2 separate regions of the Sus scrofa genome follow, and region 2 is linked to region 1. The links are chromatin contacts, called in public Hi-C maps. All regions are on one chromosome and are shown on one strand. Each heading gives the region's core, a stretch centred on a gene start, on an enhancer-like site or on the middle of the called end of the contact. The rest is flanking DNA. Distances are from core to core; before and after follow the strand shown. Region 1 holds the start of ZC3H11A (zinc finger CCCH domain-containing protein 11A). Region 2 holds the start of LAX1 (lymphocyte transmembrane adapter 1).

Evidence for each region. A called contact is a pair of places that touch in the nucleus more often than the background predicts.
Region 2: a contact with region 1 is called in a Hi-C map of skeletal muscle, with 2.6 times the contacts expected there. The contact joins the promoter of LAX1 here to the promoter of ZC3H11A in region 1. A contact is called at or near these places in 1 of 5 promoter capture datasets (liver), 7 of 47 Hi-C or Micro-C datasets (blood, embryonic fibroblasts, liver and 2 more) and 2 of 2 datasets of contacts at active chromatin or transcription factors (alveolar macrophages and skeletal muscle).

The regions. Positions count from the first base shown.
Region 1 is chr9:64,515,460-64,522,446 of Sscrofa11.1, reverse strand. It overlaps ZC3H11A (zinc finger CCCH domain-containing protein 11A), which reads right to left and starts at 3,552. Exons shown (of 19, transcript XM_005656653.2): 1 at 3,221-3,552.
Region 2 is chr9:64,454,870-64,461,916 of Sscrofa11.1, reverse strand. It overlaps LAX1 (lymphocyte transmembrane adapter 1), which reads right to left and starts at 1,369. Exons shown (of 4, transcript XM_013989540.2): 1 at 999-1,369.

The DNA of each region.
Region 1 (6,987 bases), core at 2,303-4,802:
GAAATAGTCAGTGGATGGGTCATGGGTCCATATGTCCACAGTCAAGTGAATCTTTTGGCTTTGAACATTCTCCAAAGTCAAGAAAATTTTTTCTCTAACCCAATCATATAATTGAGGGACAGCCTTAGTGAAAAAGTAAGTTTCAGATGGTAACCTATAGTCAGGGGCCACAATCTGCATGAATCTCTGAAAGGCTGGGGTTGAGAAGTAGTTGTAAGGATGCATATCTTCCACAATCATCTGAATTATTGCTTGACTTATTTGACTTGAGGTTGAATTTTCACAGTATGTTGCTTCTCGTTCCTGTGCATGCATAAGAGTGTCCTGCTCTGCATCAGGAATGGGACTCTCAGATCTTCTATTTTCAACCTCTAATACAGGAGGTTCATCTGAATCAGAGTCAGTAAGGTCCTCAGCTGTTACACTTTGGCTGCCTGCAGACTTTTCTCCATGCAAAGTATTGCTCAAGAGATCATTTCCCTCAGTCTCAGCCTCATCTAATCCATTTCCAACTGCACCACTGTCCTTGTTGGCAACAGCCCAATGGATGGGATGTGTGGCTTGCAGGTGTCGTTGAAGTGTTGAGGTTCCTAAGTGAGAACCTGGCCTACCCCTGCTCACACTTCTTTTACATATATTACACACAGCTCTTGAGATGTGCTGAGGATCTGTGTAGAAAAAATTCCAAACTGCAGATGTCTTGGCTCTTGTTCCAGGAATTAAGGCATGCTTGACTATGTTACTTTTGATGAGAAATCTTCCTCTTTCTGCCCTCAAGGCATCAGATACTGATTTATCACGCTTCTTACCCATTCCACTATCATCTAATGGATCAGTAGAGAGATATTCAAAGCTTCCATTGCTTCCAGCAGAAGAGGGAGATAAAGGTACATCCAAAGTAAAATCCTCCTCCCCACTAGTAACTCCAAATTTGTTGGCCCTAGTCCAGTGAGGTGAGTGCCTTGCCTGTAGATGTCGTTGGAGAGTAGATGTCCCAAGATGGCTACCTGGTTTACCCCTGCTAACACTTTTTTCACAGAGGTTACAAATTGCCCGCCAGGTATACTGGGGGTCAACATGAAAGAAGTGCCACACAATGGAAGTCTTTGCTCTAGTACTAGGTAAATAGATCTGTTTTTCTATATTACTCTCAAAAAGACTTTCTTCATCATGCTCAGGGGCATCAGACGCTAACAAAGCAGTAGTGCTTGCAACAGGCCTCCCAGATCCCAAATCCTTACTAAACTTTTTTGCAAGGATCAGTTTCTTTCGTCGCCTTTTCCCCTTAATTCGCAAACCCTTCTTTCTTTTCTTTTTGGCAGGCAATTTTGCCTCTTTATCCACTCCTTCTGCCACCATCTTTCCCTCTACCACATCTTCTTCATCTGTATTAGAATTAATAGGAACACAGCCCAGAATCCCAGCACCACTAAAAGTGCTACATCTTCTGCCAGGAGAGAGTGAGGACACTGGTACACTTAAGGTACATATACTCATTCTTTTTATGTCTCCAAAATTCGTAGCAGAATCTGTTAGTGGGTTTATTCCTCAAACAGATATACAGCTGTTCCTCTCTACTTGCATTACCTTTTCTCCAGTTTCTATGGGGAGTCAAATTCCCACTGGACCAATGACTTCCATGCCAGGTTATTTTTGGAGGAAAAGTGACAGCAATGGAGCTCATTCCCAAACTCTTTTACAGAGGGCTTTAAGATCCCTTCCAACTTTCTGAGTTCTGAATTCAAATAGTCCAATCTCCTCATGTTACAGAAAAGAAAACTGAGGTCTACTTTTCCAGCGTCAGAGTTAGTAGCAGCTAAAAACCAAGTCTTCCAAATCTATGGTCCATATTCTTTATGATTCATCAAGAACTGTATCTGCTTGAAATGTTTTAGCTTTTAAAATACGTATCTTTTATGTTGCCTCACGACAGCAACATCAAATCCCCTTAATTCTGGAATTATTTTCAGTAAATTTCATTTAAACAAAAACATAGTGCATCATTTAATATCCATTATTTAAGACTGTGATTTGCCAATACAACCCCAAAAGTCAATTCTGGAAAGCTAAATCAGACTCCACATACTGGTCATTAACAGCAAATGCCTGTTGACCCTTTCAGCTCTAGCTAAAAGTAACACAATTTTTTAAAAATGTAGGTAGCTTTTAAAAAAAAAAATGCTTTGAGAGTAAAATTTTAAAGTAAGATTACAAACTGAATTTCTAATTTACTATCTGTATCAAGAGTTAATCCATACTTGGTTTTCAGACATTTTTAGACCGGAGAAGCCTTACAGCCTGCAAATGAGTAACTCCTAAGTTGGACTCTATATGAGCAGCAGAAAATGAAATATGAGTTTTAAATCAGTGTCATGCCTTCTTGGTTGATCCCTCCCCTTCCCCCAATACCTACATACAATTACCCTAAAAAGCATCGCTATCACTAGTTCAGCCTCCTTCTCAAGGTCCAGAACCAAGGCCTGGAAGATGTCAACAATATGGGCCTTCCCCATAGGAATCCGCACCGATTATGGGAGTTTAGGGGGCGTTCTTCATTACGGTTTCATCAATCCTACAAGGAGAACGGAAGTGTCCCTGTTGCTCTTGACTCCGATGCTGAGGGCTGGGGGTGGGAGTGTAATTAAGGTAGGAAAGGGGTGTAGGATACCGGAATAAGATCGGTGGCTTTCTGTATGTGGAGTTTGAGAAAATCTCCCAAGTAGTGGGACCCTGGAGAGGAATGAGAGTAGGTAAAATCAGCTCCTGGCATTCAATTTGATTTAGGCAGTGGGGTTCGCTAAAACTAAGGAAACTGCTGCCCCAGAGAAAGCAACGTAGTTGTCAGTTCTCCTCCGGGAGTAGGGGAACAAGTCGGTTTCCCGGGGCTGCTCCCGGCTCCTACAGTTTCGCCAACACCGGATGTGGGGGAAGGGAGGAAGACTGGTTGGGAAAAGGAGCAGGCCCCGTGGGGGTGGGGTGAAGGAGGGTGGGGGTAGATGGGCCTGGGAGCTGGAGCCTGGGGCTCCCAGGCCGCCCTGGCGACGGCAGCGGCCCGGAGGTGGGGGAGCCGGTCTTTACCACCGGGCCGAAGGACCCGCTCTGACTTCCCGGGCTAGGCCGCGACCCAGGGGCGAGGGGAGGCCGCGGCCACTCCCCTCGCCCTCTCCCCCACCTCCCCGGCCCCGAGCCACCCGGGAAGCAAAAAAACGGGTCTAGTTACCGGAGAACAGAAACTTTACCGAACCGACGACACTATCCACGACTCCCGCTGCTGCCACGTCTTTCTTCTTTCTTAGCCGCTGCCGTCCGCCGTCCTCTCAGCAGCAACACCAGCAGAAATCCAAGACTGCCAGAGTCAAAGATGGCGCCTGGCTACAGGTTCAGTTCTAAGATCCGGCCAGTAAAAGTGCCAGCACGACGCAAAGCGCAAGGATTCTGGGAGATGTAGTTTTCCTCTATGAGGCGATGCTTAAGATGGCTTCCTCGGGTGACAGGGTCACGTGAGAGGGGAGGTGCTAAACCGTGGAGGCCCTGCCTTTCCAAGGAATGCGCTTTAGAAGGTCACGGGTTTCTTGAAACTGTCTTTGATTTTTTTTTAAAAATTGTGTAATGAAATTGACGTAATAAGCGGGGAAGCGCGAGAATTGTGTCCACGAGACTGTAAGCGTTCAGTTTATTCTTACCAGAAAGTTGAATTTAAATAAGTTGATTATGAATAATGAGTAAATTGTTCAAATCCTGTATAAATCTGATTTAGAAATAAACTGTTTTTCCCATGCGATGTTGAAAGATTTGTGCATTTATTATTTTTAAAATTTTATTGAACAGTTATTTTTATTTGAAGTAGTGAATGGGTTTCAGTTTTTTTTTTCCCCTTAAAACAAATTTTCGTATTAGAAAAATAATTCGTGGTCATTTAAAAAGTTCATGAGGGTTGAGACATGAAAAGGAAAAACATTAGTCGCCTACCCACTTCATTATTAATATTAGCCTGTATTTTCCATTTAAATATCTTTACTTTTTTCCTCCTATTATAAAATACATGTAAGTGGGTTCTTAAAATTTAAGTAGAGTACAAAATTTGTCTCCATAAATCTCATTCCTGAGAAATAACCTATCATTAATTTAGCATGTATTCTTTATAACTTTTTAATATGCAAATACACTTAAATATATATAGTGTACCCTGGCATATAGGCTCAACAGAACTTACTTGGGTGGCAGCATTTTACTGAACTTGGATAAAGGATGTAGTTCTGCTGTTAAGAAAGGATACACTTAATGGGAAAGCACATAGGACTCCAGGCACCTTTTACTTCCTCTTGGGTTTGTTTTGCCAACTACCAGCTTCGTGAGGGAGTCACAGCCAGTCCAGGACTGGGTAAGTATCAGGTCAGAGAGGTGTTGAGTCTCTTGGCACTTGAGCTTTTATCTCCCTTCAAAGTGAGAAGCCACAACACTAGAATCCTAGCCCCAATCATCCCTGCCTTACATGACAATACTCTGTGATTGCCATGTCAACCAGCCCTAACAAGCAGGTTCCTGGTAACCAATTTCCATCTGTGCCACAACACCTAAGGTTTTTCAGTTTAATAGAAGCCTTTCCAAATTGCTGACGGGTTCTCCAGACTAGGGCTTGCAGGATGCATCTGCTTGGTCTACTATATAAAGTGTAAAAAGAGGGAGTTCCTGTTGTGTCTCAGCAGTAACGAATCCGACTAGTATCCATGAAGATGTGGGTTCAATGCCTGGCCACAGTCAGTGGGTTAAAGATCTGGTGTTGTCATGAGCTGCAGTGTAGGCTGCAGTCGAGGCTCGGATCTGGTGTTGCTGTGGCCAGCAGCTACAGTTCCAATTCAACCCCTAGCCTGGGAACTTCCATATGCCACAGGTGTGGCCCTAAAAGAAAAATGTTTTAAAAGACCGCATTAGGTCCCCAAATGGCATCTGCTTATGTTTATCACCACCAAGACCTAATACCTAAACTAACTGCAGTTTCAGCTTCTCCCAGAGTGAAATTTCTTAACAGCACTAGTGAGGCAATCTGCCTGATCAGATTCCCCCCATCTTTCTACCTTTCTCCAAATAATAATCCATTCTTTTTTTTTTTTTTTTTTTTTGGTTTAACCATGGCGTGTGGAAATTTGCCTTCACTGGCCAGGGATTGAACCCGAGCCACAGCAGTGATAATGCTGAGTCTTTATCCTCTAGGCCACCAGGGAACTCCAAATAATCCACTCCTTTAACTTCCTTATTCCATCCTCTTTCTGCCTATAAAAACCTGTTTTGTACAACTCCTCAGAGTATCCTTATATTTGTTATATGGGACGGGTGCTGCCTGATTCATGAATCATTGATTAAAACCCATTTCATCTTTAAAATTACTCAGTCGAATTTTTCTTTTTCTTTTTAGGGCTGCACCTGCAGCATATGGAAGTTCCCAGGCCAGGGGTCAGATCAAAGCTGCAGCTGCTGGCCACAGCCACAGCAATGAAGACCCCAGCTGTGTCTGTGACCTACACCACAGCTCACAGCAATGCTGGATCCTTAACCTTCTAAGCAACATCAGGAATCAAACCTGCATTCTCATGGATACTAGTCAGATTCATAACCTGCTGAGCTGCAACAGGAACTCCCAAATTTTGTCCTTTAACAATCATATATTTCATCAAATCTAAGGTATCGTCGACTGTAACATGCATCTTATTTTAGAGACCTCTAAGAGTAAAAAATGGCCAGTTAAACTGACAGGGCATTAATTAGAGACGTTAAAATTTGATAGAAGAGTTCCTGTTGCGGCTCCCTGGTTTAAGAACACAGCATAGTCTCTGTGAGTATGAGGATTGGATCCCTGGCCTTGTTCAGTGGGTTAAGGATCTGGCATCGCTGCAAGCTGCAGCATAGGTGGCTGTGGCATAGGCGGGCAGCTGCAGCTCCAATCTGACCTCTAGCCTGGGAACTTCCATATGCCCAGGGTGTGGTGGTAAAAAGAAAAAAAAGATTTTTTTTTTTTGATAGGATGTGCATCTTAGAATGCATGAAATACTGTAATTTTTTATAATGATTTTTATTTTTTCCATTATAGCTGATTTACAGTGTTCTGTCAATTTTCTACTGTACAGCAAGGTGACCCAGTTACACATACATGTATACATTCTTTTTTCTCACATTATAATGCTCCGTCATAAGTGACTAGATATAGTTCCCAGTGCTATAGAGCAGGATCTCATTGCTTATCCATTCCAAAGGCAATTGTTTGCATATATTAACACCAAATTCCCAGTCCATCCCACTCCCTCCCCCTCCCCCTTGGCAACCACATGTCTATTCTTTATGTCCATGATTTTCTTTTCTGTGGAAAGGTTCATTTGTGCCATATATTAGATTCTAGATATGATGATATCAAATGGTATTCATCTTTCTCTTTCTGACTTACTTCACTTAGCACATGAGAGTCTCCAGTTCCATCCATTTTGCTGCAAATGACATTATTTTGTTCTTTTTTATGGCCGAGTAGTATTCCATTGTGGATATATACCACATCTTCTTAATCCAATCATCTGTGGATAGACATTTAAGTTGTTTTCATGTCTTGGCTATTGTGAATAGCGCTACAATGAACATGAGGGTGCATGTGTCTTTTTTAAGGAAAGTTTTTTCCGGATATAAGCCTAAGAGTGGGATTGCTGGGTCATATGGTAGTTCTATGTTTAGTTTTCTGAGGTACCTCCATACTGTTTTCCATAGTGCTTGTACCAATTTACATTCCCACCAACAGTGCAGCAGGGTTCCCTTTTCTCCACAACCTCTCCAGCATTTGTTATTTACGGACTTATTGATGATGGCCATTCTGACTGGTGTGAGGTGGTACCTCATAGTAGTTTGGATTTGCATTTCTCTAATAATCAGTGATGTGAGCATTTTTTTCATGTGCTTATTGGCCATCTGAAAATACTATAATTTTAGGATAAGAACGTGCTAAAACTA
Region 2 (7,047 bases), core at 120-2,619, 58 kb after region 1:
GCTGCCAGCTCTAAGGAAGCGCCGCCTTATCGCAGTTCCTCTCCCCCAACAACGCCTTTTTCTCCTCAATGCCCATTCCTTTCCTCCCCGCGGTTTTGAGCAAACTCCGCTGAGCCTAGAATTAAGTGGTCTCTGGGGACCCGAGCCTGGTTGTGAGGCTGGCCACGCTGCTGGGGTAAAGCAGGGCATTCTGTCTACATCAGCGGAGGGGAGCACTCACCACCGTGGCCACTCACCTGTCCAGGGTGCTGAGGGTTCCCTGTAGAGTGCTGGGCTGTGAGGTCCTCCCTCTGACCTCTGAGATGGCCGGCGTGGTCATGCCCATTATCCCCGGACCCTCTCTGGCTTCAGCTTCTCCTTCCAAGCCTTCTCTCAACCATCATTAGCTCGCCAGCCTGTCTGCCCGTTTCCTGGCTCTTCCTTAATTGCTGACTCCCAGGACAAAAGGCAGAATTGGTTTGTGTTTTCCATACATACCTGTGTGGTATAACCACTTATTTTTAGTAGATAAGCATGGCAGGAGTTTCCATTGCGGCTCAGTGGAAACAAACCCAACTAGTATCCATGAGGATGTGGGTTAGATCCCTGGCCTCGCTCAGTGCGTTTGAGGATCCGGTGTTGACGTGAGCTGTGGTGTAATTTGCAGATGCGGCTCAGATGCTGTGTTGCTGTGGCTGTGGTGCAGGCTGGCAGCTACACCTCCGATTTGACCCCTAGCCTGGGAGGCTCATATGCTGGGGTTGCGGCCCTAAAAAGACACAACAAAATAAAACAAAACAAACCCCACTCCCTAATGTACAACTTTTTACTCTCAAAATTTCTTCTTAAAATTTTCTTCATCAAAGTCCCTCACAAGAAAAAGTCTACTAGTTTTTATTTCTTCCTTTCTAAAGCTTCCAATCTAGAACTTTCTCTCCCCCAACAAACTCCTTACCATGAGTCTGTTCCTGAAATGTCAGGCTGAGCTGACCCAAAATACAAAACAGGTTTGGTTCTACCTGGATGTGTCTTCGATGCCAGAGGGGAGAGCTCATCCGGGTGTGGACTCCCCAGCACAGCTGCTCAGGGAGAAGCCGGGTTCCCTGCCTCGTCAGAGCATGAGGGGTGCCGCGGGGGAAAGAGAAGCTGGAGAGAGGTTCCGTGAGAAGCTCATCTTCCCCCAACCCCCAAAGCAAAGAGAAGAGAACAAACAGTTTGCCAGAATGGAAACAGAGAGTCAGCTACAGGAAGCAACACCACCAACGTGCTAATGAAGCCTGGGGCCCAGGAAATGCTGCTCAGCTCTTAATAAGATAGAAGCAAACTTGCCTGCCCCATCTTCCCGGTGGCTGTGGTCTGTGGGGAGCATGATTCAAGATGGGGCAAGGTGGTGGGGTTTGCGATTTGTTCACCTGGGGTTGCTGAGAATTTATGCGCTTTATAAGCCTCCAGATTTGCATTGTGTGCTTTAAGCAGGTCTAAGGAGCACTGGGAGGTGTTTTTTAGAAACAAACGCAGATCCCTGGCACCTGCTGCTGATTCATGGGTAGAGGGTGCAGAGGGGGATGGGTGGTTTTCATAAACACACCGCAGGTGATTTTGACCGAGCTGGTCTGCTTCTTTTCCTTTCCTTTCCTTTCCTTTCCTTTCCTTTCCTTTCCTTCCCTTCCCTTCCCTTCCCTTTCTTTTCCTTTCCTTTTTCTTTCTTTCTCTCTCTCTCTCTCCTTCTTCCTTCCTTTCTTTGTCTTTTTAGGGGTGCACCCCTGGCATAGGGGTCTAATCAGAGCTACAGCTGCCGGCCTACGCTACAGCCATAGCAATGCATGATACAAGCTGCCTCTGTGACCTACACAGCTCAGAGCAATGCCGGATCCTTAACCCACTGAGCAGGGCCAGAGATTGAACCAGCATCCTCGTGGATATTAGTCGGGTTTGTTACTGCTGAGCCACAATGGAGCTCCTATGGGGGTAGCAGGGCCCTTGGGGGCCTCCCTCGTGCCCGTAGCTGCTGCCATCTTGCTCACAGAGCTCTTTCAGAGAAGATCCATCCCAGGATGGTGGTTGTGCACCTGTCTCAGAAGCTGGAAAATTCACCGCCCCCACGCTATGTCTACACAAAGTGCTCCAAACTTTGAAGATTGTTCAAAGCTTTTTTCTAGCTTCCTCCCCCTCTTCCTTTTACCAATTTCCTGACACTCTCTTTCATCTTGGGAGAGTCCAAGGAGAAGGGTGTGAAAAGACTATTTTGAGGGGGTGAGAAGAGCCTCTAGGAGTTTCCGCTGTGACACAGGGGGTTAAGTATCTGACTGCAGCAATGGCTTCAATCCCCAGTCCCGTAAAGTGGGTTAAGGGATCCAGGATTGCTGCGGTTGTGGCTTAGGTCACAGCTGAGGCTCAGATTCAAACCTTGGCCCAGCAACTTCCATATGCCATTGGCACGGCCATTAAAATAAGAAGAAGATGGAGTTCCATCGTGATGAAGCGGAAACAAATCTGACTAGAAACGATGAGGTTGTGAGTTTGATCCCTGGCCTCGCTCAGTGGGTTAAGGATCCGGTGTTGCTATGAGCTGTGGTGTAGGTACCAGACGTGGCTCAGATCTGGCATGGCTGTGGCTGTGGCTGGCAGCTATAGCTGCTATTAGACCCCTAGCCTGGGAACCTTCATATGCCGCAGATATGGCACTATGAAGAAAAAAAAAGAAAGAAAGAAAGGAAGGAAGGAAGGAAGGAAGGAAGATCCTCTGACTTCACTTTCCACAAGGAAGTGGATTCCCAGCTGGACGGCAGGGAAGCCAGCCCATGCCCTGTCATCTGCCTCTTTTATCTTCTCTGTGGACACTGACAGCCCGGCTTCCCTGAGATGTCAGCCCCTGCCCTGCATCCAGCTCTTCCAGGTCCTCAGGGGAGGAGGGCTGTAGGTTGGCCCTGGCCTGCTCTCCCCTGGGCTCTAGCAGCCCAGGCCTTCACTGCCTTCCTTCCAAGTAGCCCAACCTGGCAGGAAGTGAAGGTGACTCAGAAGCAGCTGGTTCCAGAACTAGAACCTGGGTCCCTGCCCGTTTCTCCTTTGATAGGTCAAAGAACTGGGACTCCTGGGGAAAAAGATCCTTAGCTGCATCTCTCATGGCTAAACTCAGAACCCTGACTGTCCTTCGAAAAGTTGTTTTTCAAGAACTTCCCCCAGCCTGTGATCATTTTCAGGTCTTACGTTATCTTATCTACTCAGTCGGCTTGAGTCAGACTAATCTTCCCTCCGGTCTTCTGATTTTCTCCTGCCCCCACACTTGAGGGGAACGGCCTCCTCTGAGGGGGCTCCCAGGCTTCAGACTGAGTTCTGTGTTTCCAGGCCCAGCTGTATCCCTTTTCCTGCTCTCCTTCCCTTCCCCACCAACCAATCAAAACACAAAATAGAGGAGTTCCCTGATGGCCTAGTGGGTTAAGGATCTGGTGTTGCAACTGCTGTGACTTGGGTCACTGTTTGGGCATGGATTCCATCCCTGGCCTGGGAACTTCTGCATGCCACAGTTGAGGACAAACAAAAAACGAAAAACCAAACCAAACCAAACCACCACAAAATAGATACCTTAATAGTGGAATTCATTCCTGGGTGACAGGGTATATGTTTTAAAACTGATGGCTCAAGTGTTTCCTTTGGGGGGCGGGTGCGTCTTTTTAGGGCTGCACCCAAGGCATATGGAAATTCCCAGGCTAGGGGTCTAATTGGAGATGCAGCTGCTAGCCTACACCACAGCCACAGCAATGCCAGATCCAAGAAGTATTTGCCACCTACACCACAGCTCCTGACAACAGTGGAACCTTAACCCACCGAGCCAAGCTATGATATGAGCCAGGATATGATCGAACCCATATCCTCATGGATACTAGTTGGATTCTTAACCAGCTGAGGCACAAGAACTCCAACATTTTAATTGCTTTTAATTACTTCAGGGGTTGAATATGACATACGATTGTAAAGTATTAGGATTGGGTTTTTGTTTTTGGTTTTGGTTTTTTCTTCTGCTGCATCCTCAGCATGAGGAAGCTCCTGGGCCAGGGATTGACCCTGTGCTACAGTAGTGGCAATCAATGCCAGATCCTTAACCCACTGAGCCACTGAGGGAACTCCCAAGATTAGTGGTGTTTTTTTTGTTTGTTTGTTTTTTAGGGCTGCACTCATGGCATATAGAAGTTCCCAGGCTAGGGGTCAAATTGGAGCTGCAGCTGCCAGCCTACACCACAGCCACAGCAATGCCAGACTCAAGCCTCAACTGTGACACAACAGTGGATCCTTAATCCACTGAGTGAAGCCAGGGATTGAATCTCTATCTTCATGGATACTAGCTGAGCCACAGCAGGAACTCCTCCAAGATTAGTTTTTTGTTTGTTTGCCTTTGTCTTTTTAGGGTTATACCTAAAATATGGAAGTTCCCAGGCTAAGGGTCAAATCAGAGCTACACCTCTCAGCCACAGCTACAGCAACCCAGGATCTGAGCCGTGTCTGTGACCTATACCACAGCTCACAACAACGCTGGGTCCCAACCCACTGAGCGAGGGCAGGGATCACGCCTGCATCCTCATTGATGCTAGTCAGATTTGTTTACACTGTGCCACGATGGGAACTCCCAAGATTAGTTTAAAAAAGACAGAATTTAAGCACCCAAATGAGCAAAGCCATTTGAGGGGGCAGGGCTACATGCTAAGCTTTTTTGCTGACACTGGAAACCTTTCAAAATCTTCTTTGGAAACACTAGGTTAAGGGTATCAGGTCTTAAATTACTACCTGGGTGATCTGGCACAGGTCCTCTCATCTGTTTGGATGTTTCCTTGGATGTAAAATGATGATAATACTAGTATTTAGGTAGTGCTGTTGTGGGAATTAATTGGTAGAACAGTAAAACATGCTTGGCTTAGGACCTGGCATATGCAAGAGCTTATTAAGTGGGGGCTGCTATTATATTATCATCTTCTATGCATTAGGCTCATTTCTTTACACTTAGTGGCCTACTCCTTCAGACCTTCCCTTCTTCCTCTCTCTATGCTTAGCCTGCCTACATTCCGTGTGCTCCTTTATTCTTTAAGCACATATCTCTCGGCCATCTTCCACCACACGGCACTAAGCACTGGCTTTGCACAGAAAGCAGAGACAGTCCCGGCCTTCCCCGCAGTGGTCAGGCTCAGATGGCCACCCCCATGCAGGCACTCTGCACTCCAGGCAGGCCCGGGTCATTGTCGCTTTCCTACTCTGGGCCTTTGCGCTAGTTCTGAAAGCAGCTCTTTGGCCTCTTTCCTGTTTGCCCATTTCTGTTCCCCTCTAACCTTAAAAGAACCTAATTATAGGAATGAGATCACTGCTTGAAACTGACTCCTAACTTAGGCTCTCCCGAATGCACCTTACGCCTTGTTTAACCTGTTGAATCTTTTCCTAGATAAAAAGAAGAAAGAATGAGGAATTAAGCAGTTAAAAAATGACTAGCTCTGAGTTCCCAGGGTGGCTCAGCGGTAACAAACCCAACTAGTCTCCATGAGGACTCAGGAACGATCCCTGGCCTTGCTCAGTGGGTTAAGGATCTGGTACTGCCGTGAGCTGTGGTGTAGGTGACAGACTGGCTTGGATCCCAAGTTGCTGTGGCTGTGGTGTAGGCCAGCAGCTACAGCTCTGATTCCACCCTCAGCCTGGGAACTAAAGAGCCAAAAAAAAAGAGACTAGCTTTCTCCCCCAACCAGCCCCTTAGCAACCCTGCGGGCAGATCATGCAGGAAAGATAACTTCTGAAGAAAGAGCCAGATAGTCTGCACACAAAGGAGAATGAAGCAGAACCTCACCCCCTGCCTCAACAACTCATAGAGATTCTTCCCCCCAGTTTTTTCCCTTTAAAAACTGTCACGGCTGGAGTTCCCGTCATGTTGCAGCAAAAACGAATCTGACTAGGAAATGTGAGGTTGCAGGTTCAATCCCTGGCCTTGCTCACTGGGTTAAGGATCAGGCGTTGCCCTGAGCTGTGGTGCAGGTCACAGACGCGACTCTGATCCTGAGTTGCTGTGGCTGCGGAGTAGGATGTAGGCTGTAGCTCTGATTGGATCCCTAGCCTGGGAACCTCCATATGCCACAGATGCAGCTCTAAAAAGCAAAAAACGAAACAAAACAAAAGGACAACCCCCCCAGAAAACCGAAAAAAGCAAAAACAAAGAAAACTGTCACAGCTGAGCAGAATCTTTGGAGTTGGTCTATGGATATGAGTCCATCATCTCCCCAGATTGCCAGCTTTTCTGATTAAAGTAACTTCCTTCTACTGACACCAGCCTCTTGAATTATTATGAGTGGTGAGTGGCCAAACCTAGGTTTTGTCATAGTTCTTTCATTTCAATAAGTTTCTTTTTCTCTTGTAAAATTCCAATAAAATCACATTTTAAGAATTTGTACTGGTTATTTCTGGGTTGTGAGGTTTGAGGTATTTTGTTACTTTTGTAAACGGAAGCTTGTCACTTGCCATCAGCCTCTACATGGAGTAAAATATGAGCCACTGAAGCTGCCCACCCCCAGCAACCCCTGAGTGGAGCTCATGGTGGAGACAAGGAGGGAGGCACTCTGAGCCTTGGGGAAACTGGAAGAACAAATCTTCAGATAGTTTTGTTTTTTGTTTTTTTGTTTTTTGCTTTTTTTAGGGCCACATCTGTGGCATATGGAAGTTCCCAGGCTAGGGGTCCAATCAGAGCTAGAGCTGCTGGCCTATGCCACTGCCACAGCAATGCCAGATATGAACCGCATCTGCGACCTACACCACAGCTCAGAGCAATGCTGTGGATCCCCAACCCGCTAAGCAAGGCCAGGGATCGAACCTGCATGCTCATGGATACTAGTTGGATTCGTTTCAAGTGTGCCACAACAGTAACTCCCCAGTTAGATATTTTTAGGAGAATATCTCAGGAGCCCGATTCTTGCATCTCCTTATATCTAGAAAAAGCACGATAATCCTTTTAGTGCTGACTGATGTCTGTGACTAGGAGTCATCTTCACAAGCCCAGCAGCAAATTCTGGAAAATGTGTGCAGGGCTGCAGGCACCTACCCCTT